2 separate regions of the Macaca mulatta genome follow, and region 1 is linked to region 2. A link is a contact called in public Hi-C data. All regions are on one chromosome and are shown on one strand. Each heading gives the region's core, a stretch centred on a gene start, on an enhancer-like site or on the middle of the called end of the contact. The rest is flanking DNA. Distances are from core to core; before and after follow the strand shown.

Region 1 (4,627 bases), core at 455-2,954, 65 kb before region 2:
GGGAAAAAAGAAAATGGGAAAAGGGAATGGAGGGTTGGAGTGCCAAGTACGTGTGAGAAAGAGTAGGAGAGAAGGACCCAGGCTGGGCATGGTAGCTCACGCCTGTAATCCGAGCACTTTGGGAGACCAAGGAGGGTGGATCACCTGAAGTTAGGAGTTCAAGACCAGCCTGGCCAACGTGGCAAAATCCCGTCTCTACTAAAAATACAAAAATTAGCTGGGCACAGTGGTGGATGCCTATAGTCCCAGCTACTTGGGAGGCTGAGGCAGGAGAATGACTTGAACCCGGGAGACTGAGGCTGCGGTGAGCTGAGATTGCACCACTGCACTCCGCCTGGGCAACAGAGCAAGACTCTGTCTCAAAAAACAAAAAAAAGAGAGAAGGACCGAGAGAGAGAGAGAGAGAAAGAGAGAGAGAGAGAGAAAAAAGAAAGAAAGAAAGAAAGAAAGAAAGAAAGAAAGAAAGAAAGGAAGGAAGGAAGGAAGGAAGGAAGGAAGGAAGGAAGGAAGGAAGGAAGGAAGGGAGAGAGAAGTGCAAATCAAAGCAACATGGTACCATGGAAAACCACTCCTGGTCCATTTGTTCAACGTCTACCTTAGCAGCCCTGCTATGCTTAAACCACTGTGACAGGCTTTCCTTAAGGTATTAGACAAGAGATAGAACAGAAGAGAGACAAGGCAAAAAATTTAGTAATATTTTCCAGCCTAAACTAAACCTTTATTTTAGTAATGTCTTTAAAAAATGTATTTGCAGGAATGACTCAACCCCTTGTCCCACTCCTTGCCTTGTGTATTCCTTCAGTGCCTAAGTTGATATCTGCAGCTACTATCTCACTCAGAATGCTTCGTTTTTATCATTTCAAAATACTCAAGTCCTTGCTCAAGCTGGGCAAAAGCGTCCAGTAGTGTCAAAACAAAGCAAAGCAGGCCAGAGAGGCTCCTGCCAGAAAGATGCATTTACCTTCACCAAAAACATCATCCTCTTCATCGACCAGGAGCTCCTCAGCATCAAAAAACTGCATCTTGGAGAGGACAGGCACGAGAGGCAGCAGGCAGCAGCCCCCGGCAGTCTCAGCAGCCACACTGCCAACGGAGGTGATTTCCTTTCCTCGGGTTGCCCAAGCCCTCTGGAGGGCAGCTTCCGCATCTGCCCTGAAGAAAGCGGTTTCATTCATATGAATAGGCTTCTTGAGCCTTTTGAAGAGTGAATCCCAGGTGGGGGTAATTCTCACCACTGAGGAGAAAGAAATTTTTGAAAGGGGGCTGCAGATCCGGTTGGATGTGAATACAGTTATCACTCAAAGTCTGAATGCAGTGAATTCTATTTCAAAGCAACAACTTTTATATTTCCTTAAAGAGGAAGGTGGGCGCTTAACTTTCTTGCTTATGAATTTGAACACAATGGGTTGTGTTGAAAGAGGGAGTTCACATTTCTCATATCTTGGTTTTGCTTCAATGACAATTTATCTGAAAGTAAAGCAAGCCACTATGTTAAACCAAAACAGGCATTTAGAGGACAGAGCTTTTATTTTGCTCAGTAATAGTTGCATTTTTCTTTCCTTTTTTTTTTTTTTTCAAACCTCTTGCATTTAAGGATTGGAAACTTTACAGCATTTAAACCAAATTGAACCATATCTAGGCTTTCTGTGGCTCAATTAAATCTATAGTCAATGAATAAATAACTAGTTTTGGTCAAACATCTTACATTTCACGATATTTACTCAGTTTGATACTTCAGACCGTATCACTAAAGGAGAAAGAAGAAAATGTAACTCAAAAAGCATGTAACTCAAAAAGCAGTCCTCCCAAAGGGATGAGTAATCACTGAGCTTCTACGTGAGCACCATTGGCTGGCGTCACTATATCGAGCTACCCAACGTGTGCCAAATTCTGTATGGCTGCACAAACAAATACACATCTCTCTGAGTAATACTGAGACTTCATTTTGGGGTTTCCCAGACCACTCCATTGTGTTGTAAGATCTCTTAGGTGGCCAGAAGCTTAGAAAATGCAAATGGAGATGACAGTGAGGAGCTGTTGGCCCAAGGTGTTTATTTTTGGCACTTTATTTACTGCATGATTTTGAAGATACTCCCAGTGTTACCTTAGAGAAACTGTCCCCTCCTCCTGTAACTGCAACCTTGAAATTGCACCATTTTCTCCCAGAAGAGACTATGGACAACAGGGTTGGAGAAATCCAGCAGTGAGAAGGGATCTGCCCAGAGGAATTCAGGAATCAGACACTGAGGGTTAATTGAGCAGCAACAGTCAGTTCATCCCTGCATTGGTGGCTGCAGCAGTTCCCAAAGACAATGTACAGCTTGGGTCCTGCTGGGATCACCAATTGTTGTCAATCAGGGCTGCAACCATTCTTAGAGGAGAGCTTGGAAATGTCTGGGGTGTTTTGGGTGGCACAATGACTGGGAGTTATTACTGGTATTTAATGTCTTAGCACTCAGGGGCCCAGGGATGTCAACCTTACTGTAATGCATGGAACAGTGGCTCTACAGGAAGAACTGTCCCCTTCCAAATATCAATAATGCCCACCTTGAGACACACTGAGAGGCAGAGAGCGGTAGTTATCCTTTTCTCTAGCTCTCCTTTGCATCTCCCCTTTCTGACCCTTCTACCACCCCACTTGAATGATGTTTCTGGCCAAGGGTTGCACTTAGTTACATAAATTAAATTAATTAAAATGGGCCGAGGTATAGGAAATTTGGATGTGGACTAGAGCTCTCTTTTGTGTGGCTGGGATAAGAGGATGGGTGTCCATTTTGATAATCACTACATTTCTCAACTACTGTCCCATGTCCTTTAATCTCCACAACTTCATGAGGTTGGTGCTATTATCCCATTTTACAGATGAAGCAATGGGGGCTCTGAGAGCTTGAAAAACTTTCCTAAGATCAGGCAGCCAGTGAGTGGCAGATTTGACAAACTCCAGAGCTCACTGTGTTACCTCTTGTCTGGATAACTTTATGGGAGTGACTGCACACAGTCTGGGTCACTGCAGCATCCCCGTGGCTCTTGGGGACCGGCACTACCTCCCTCACCTCCTACCTCAGAACCACCTGGTTACCATGTGAACCTGGGGGCTCTCAGCCATTCCACTTCAAAAAGTTAGCATAATCTCTCTAGGCCTATTTTATTATTTTAAGTGGGTGGAATTGTGTCACCCCTATTGAATTCATATGTTGAAGTCCTAACCCTCAGTACCTCAGAATGTGACCTTATTTAGAAATAGGGCCATTGAAGATATAATTAGTTAAGATAAACTCATATCATGTTGGAGGAGGATAGGTCCTTAATCCAATATGACTTATTTCCTCTTAAAAAGGAGAGAGGTAGACAAAGACATACAGACAGGGAGGATAGCATGTGAAGATGAAGGCAGAGATCCACAAGCCAAGGAACAACAAAGATTGCCAGTAAACCACCAAGAGCTAGGGGAGAGGTCTACAAGAGATTCTCCCTCACCTCCCTCAGAAGAACCCATCCTGCCAACGCCTTGACCTTGGACTTCTAGCCTCCACAACTGTGATGCAGTAAGTTTCTGTTGCTTAAGCCACCCAGTTTGTGGTAGTTCGTTACAGCAGTCCTAGAAAACTAATATACTTTCTCATTTGGTTTGTTTTGAGGATTAAGTGGGGTAAATTATGTAAAGGAGCTGACACAGCACATGGTACACAGTAAATACCCAGTTACAATTATACACCTAAATCTCTCACAGGGAAGCTTAGGATATTTACCTAATTGAAGCCTCAATGGGGATAGAGAATGAGAAGTCACCATGCTCCATATAAAACCTCAATAACCCTTAGGAAGTTTCCCTCAGTCTCCTCTTCTCCAATTTAGATATCTCAAAAACACAGCTAACCATCTCAAAGAACAAATCACAAATGCCACCATGAACTTCTTGAAAGCACAGAGTATAGAAAACATGGTTCTTGCTCTCCAAAGTTTACAATTACCTTAGAGAGATATGACATACATGCATGATGTGTTAACTATAAAGAAAAACTAATAAATTACAGATGTATGCATCAATATGGATGAGTTTCAAGAACATAATATTGACTTTGAAAAGTCTCAGAAAATTATAAGTAGTATGATTATATTGTTATGAGTGTACAAAATGAGCAAATAAAAAAATGTAAATAATTGCTAACACTTACAGAGTGCCAGCAACAGTTCTAAGTGCCTTGATTCACTTAATTCCTATATCAACCCTAAGATATATATATATATTTATTATCTCCATTTTAGTTTAAGACGCAAGAGGTGAAGTGATCCTCCTGAGGTCATACATTTGGTAAGTGGTAGAGGTACTGAGATTTGATCCCAGAGTGCAAACTCTTAAACACCAGGTTATACTATCTCTTATCTATGTGAAGTCTAAAAGAATGCTGAGTTTATATACAATTTTAACAAAGGGCAATAAACTGTGAAGAAGTGACTAGACAAAGGAGGCAGAGTAGGGGAATGGGCTCCTAAGAGTGGTGAATTGTGGGAAGGTAACTAGGAATGTATGATAGCTAAGGATTGTTATGCAGACTCATCTCCTATATCAAGAAGAGGACCATGAGACTTAGTCACCCAAGATGGGGAATGAAACACCTTTACAAGT
Region 2 (4,182 bases), core at 1,460-3,959:
CCTTCCTTTGGCTAAATGTATTGTTCTTTGTTAAAATGTAAGCTCCCAAAGGTATGCCACACAGTAATTTCTGAGTTATAGTAATTGGGAAACAGATAATTTCCAAAGAGTAGGTTTTTTTAAGGTGATGGGAATAAGAGGATATAAGGAACTGGACTCTCTGAGACTGAGGAGGATATACCACGCAGAGAGGTTAAGGGAATTTAAAGGGGATGTTAAGGAGAGAGAAGACTAAGTTTCTATTTCGTAAATTACTGAAGGTCTGGCCCAACACAAATCAAAGAAAGTACAGGTCAGGTAATACCATTTGAAGATCTGATCACGTTTCTTTGAAGCATCTTAGAGTGCATCACAATATAACACCTTATTTCCCTCAAAAACACCATGTGATAAGCCATGAGGAAACTGGTATGTTGAAAGCCATTTGCAGGTAAAGTGGTGCTGAAACCATTTCTGATCTGTTGTAATGACTCTGATCACCACTGCTGCTCCCTAGCCGAGTTTTGATTTTTCTACCTTTATTCTCACCTGTAGAAGAGGAAAGAACAAGGGACTTGAAGAATGTGGGAGAAGACATTGGGGTACTCATGAGAGCGATGGGACATGGTTTGGGGTGTCTGTGGCCACCATAAGGCAAAGTTTTGGGTTCTGAAACCTGGGGTAGAACAATGTTCCCTGGCTCCCTGGGCCAGTGCTAATGACAAATAGCACCATGACACACCTTGCATACCAGAAACATACTCTTAACCTGGTCTACACTTGCCCCATCTCTACTTAAGCTTAAATATTTATCTTAAAATGAGGATTATCTCTGTCTCTCTCTTCCCACTTCTTGGATGTATTGATTCACAGTGAACTCTGACAGCCAATGGAGCTCACATTTTGTTTAGACGTTGTACTGTGATAACCGCTGGTGCTGCCCCCAGTGTCTGTGGCCAACCATCCTCTCTGCCATGCAGAATTTGGTTGCTGAGGTCATTAGGGGATACTCTAAATCCAGGGAGCCATCTGGTTCTGAGGAAGAAGGGCTGAGAACCAGGCCTGAGCTACCAGTGTGGGGGCTTTTCCTTTCCTCTCTGCATCATCTTCTCTTCTTATTATGAGGGTTTTGTGCTGGAGAGCAGGACCCCAGCCTTAATAGGCTCTCCGGCTCTGCCATTTGCTTTCCCTCTAAAGGGGTCCTCAGCCTGGGATTGCACAGAGACCTTCCCTGGGGTGGATGTGCCTGCAGAGGAGGGTGAGGCTCCAGCAGTAGGAGCTGCTGAAGGGGCAATGAATTGTCTCAAAGGGTCCATCAGGATAGAAGAGAAATGGTCCCAGAGGGAAGCCATTTGGTTGGATCAAGTGTGCTATTCCTGGGTGGCATCACTGAGGGAGGGGAGTAGGGGCAAGTGGCCACAGGGAGGGAGGACTCTGGACAGCCAGGCCTTGCCTGGGAAACTGCCAATCCCTGCAACTCAATCCACCCCTTGTACACATTTTGTCATTCTCTCGATTCTGTGCCGTAGGAGCATCAGGGAAGTGAACTTGGGATGAAGGTGGCAGGGCTGCAGTCTCACACAACTCCACAAAGCTCTGCTTACAGAGAAGACAACATATAAGGCACCTCTTATATGTTCTCAAGTAATTCTTTATATTGTGAACCATTTTAATAAAGTTCATAGCATTTCCCCAAGGGATATTTTTGGTGACTATATACAGATATTTCTATGAAGATCTAACATCCCAAATCTACTCTCAAATCTGCAACTAGAGTGATATTTTTAACCTAGAAAATCGAATTCCTTTATTTCCATGCTTAAAGCCTTTCAATGTTTCTTCATTGTCCCTAGACAAAGTGCAGGCTGGTTATCATTTTTCATGTGGTCTTTCACCACCTGGATTCTATGTATTTCTCAGGTCTCATCTATGGACTATGGGCAAAAAATCTACAATAAACAAAATATCAAAAAAAATTAGATAAATACAGGCTGCTATTATTTGATTTACAACCCTGGGTTACTGCACAACAGGAATTGATGAATGCATCTTTCAATTACAGCCCTCAAGTGTGCAAAGGAGGTGGGGATCACAGTGAGCTTACCTCCTCATATCACTTCTCTGTTTAACCATCACTGGCTGCCTCTCGTCTATACAGTCCTGACCCCTTGAACATGCAGCTCTTCATGAATGGCCTTATGCCCTCAAGCCCTGTGCGGCCCCTTTCCCTTCTCTCCCACCACTGTTTCTGCTTCCTTTAACACCAGCCAGTCCAACTGTGTCCAACCATGCTGATGTACTTGACATTTCCAATCAACACTGTTTACTTTCAACACCCAGGTGAGAGGCTTCTCTAAGAACCCCTTCTCCAATTCTCCTGAGCCCCTGAGAAAAGTAAGCCACTTCCTTTAGTGTGATACTTCCTCTGCATGACTCAGGCACTTTGTACAGGCTTCTATTACAGCACTTACTGTATTGTTCATAGTTAACTTCTCCATTGCACTAGGAGGTCCCTAGAAGGCAGAGCCCTTATACTTTTCAATTTTGTATTCCTAGCACATAGTATAATGGACAACTCACAGGCGGTACACGGCAACTACTTGGAAATTAATGATACTTTATGGGTCTAACTTGTTTTGGAATGGGTTTTCCTTAGCGGCAATCATATATGTGCTCAAGCAGCTACAAGTGTTCCTTCTCATTCTCACAGTTTCGAGTGTGAATTACTCATTAGCGAGGATGGAGTTCAATGATTTTCAACCTTGTCTGCTCATTGGGCTCACCTGCAGAGCTTTTAAAACTCCCAATATGCAGTCCATAGCATACAACAATGAAATCAGAATCTATTGGTGGGACGCAGGCATTTGTGTTTTAAAAACTCCCCAGGTGATTCTAATATATAGTCAAGCCTGAGAACCACTAGTTTAAGTGTTCCTAGGTAGTTAATTTAAAAAACCTTTTCCTGTATGCTCACTATGTAGTAAACACTGTGTTAGGCATTTGGAGAGGAGGTGGGATGGGAAGGTAGTGTTTGGCCCAGAGAGAGGAAGAGCCTCAGAATTTCTATATTAGACATAGTGCTTGCTTTTAGGAAACTGCAATGCTTACAACCTCCATGAGCAATAGCAAATGGTGATGGTATCTAAATTGTATCATTTAAATCAAAGTTTCCCAACGTGGCATTTTGGGTTAGATAATTCTTGATTGTGGGAGGCTGTCCTTTGCATTGTAGGATGTTTTGAAGCATCTCTGGCCTCTACCCACGAGATGCCAGTAACAAGCAAAAGCACTCCTCACTTCCCACTGCCACAGTATATAACAAACAAAAATGTCCAACATGTCCAAATGTTCCCTGGGAGTAAAGTCATCCTTTATTGAGAACCATTGATATAGATCTCAGTGTAGCAGCCTTTGCAAGACCCCCAGGTGATCTGTATGCACATTAAAGTCTGAGAAACACGCACTGGTTTAAAGCAGTGCTTCCCAAAGTGTGGTCCGTGACCAGCATCAGCACTATCTGGGAACTTGTTGGAAAAACATTCTCAGTCCTCACCCCAGACCTACCGAAACCAAAACTTTGCTTTAGTAAGTCCTCTGGGTGATTCTCACACTTAGGTTTCAGGGCCACTAACTAAAGGGGAAAAGGAGATTGGATGCACTGGAGCAATCAAAAAATTCTTAGGAATAGAGCTTGATTTGGGCCTTGAAATTGAATAGGCGGTGGGGAGGGTACTCCAGGTGCAGAGAACAGCATGAGAGAGGATTTTCAGATGTAAATTAGCCCACACTCTTAAACTGCCAAGCCCCTTTTTCTCCTTTTTTCCCCCTTAACTTCCTCAATCTGTTTGTTTTCTTGTGTTTTGGCTAGAAAACGTTCTCCTCTGCAATTTATACTCCATGATGTGTTCATCAGCTTGCTCAAGTAATTCTTTGAGAATCTCAACAAAATGATCACTTGCAAAAACACAGGAGTATGTTTTTGAAAAGTTGTGCATAATCAAATTTACCATCAGACATATGTACAAATCAGCACATATTTACAAATGTATTTCTCATTTACAAGGATTTTATATAGCGAACCATTTTTATAAAGTTAATAGCAATTCCCCAAGGGATATTTTTGGTGACTATAAATACAGATGTTTCTATGAGAAAATCTAACATCCCAAATCTACCCTCAAATCTGCAACTACAGTGATATTT

What was found. Hi-C and Micro-C count contacts between places; a contact is called where the count stands out from the background.
Region 1: a contact with region 2 is called in a Hi-C map of blood, with 3 times the contacts expected there. The contact joins two enhancer-like sites. A contact is called at or near these places in 2 of 14 Hi-C or Micro-C datasets (CD4 T cells and blood).

Annotation. Positions count from the first base shown.
Region 1 is chr4:158,163,323-158,167,949 of T2T-MMU8v2.0, reverse strand. It overlaps RIPOR2 (RHO family interacting cell polarization regulator 2), which reads right to left. Exons shown (of 24, transcript XM_078000913.1): 2 at 962-1,152. Among named protein-coding and RNA genes, the nearest start is that of RIPOR2, 110 kb to the right of the region's middle. Within about 2 kb of position 1,704, at least 7 of the 40 cell types and tissues checked have an H3K27ac peak or open chromatin away from gene starts, as enhancers often do. A contact at or near this core is called in CD4 T cells and blood, where this site is marked.
Region 2 is chr4:158,100,103-158,104,284 of T2T-MMU8v2.0, reverse strand. The region is part of intron 1 of RIPOR2 (RHO family interacting cell polarization regulator 2); the gene reads right to left. Among named protein-coding and RNA genes, the nearest start is that of RIPOR2, 48 kb to the right of the region's middle. Within about 2 kb of position 2,709, at least 12 of the 40 cell types and tissues checked have an H3K27ac peak or open chromatin away from gene starts, as enhancers often do. A contact at or near this core is called in CD4 T cells and blood, where this site is marked.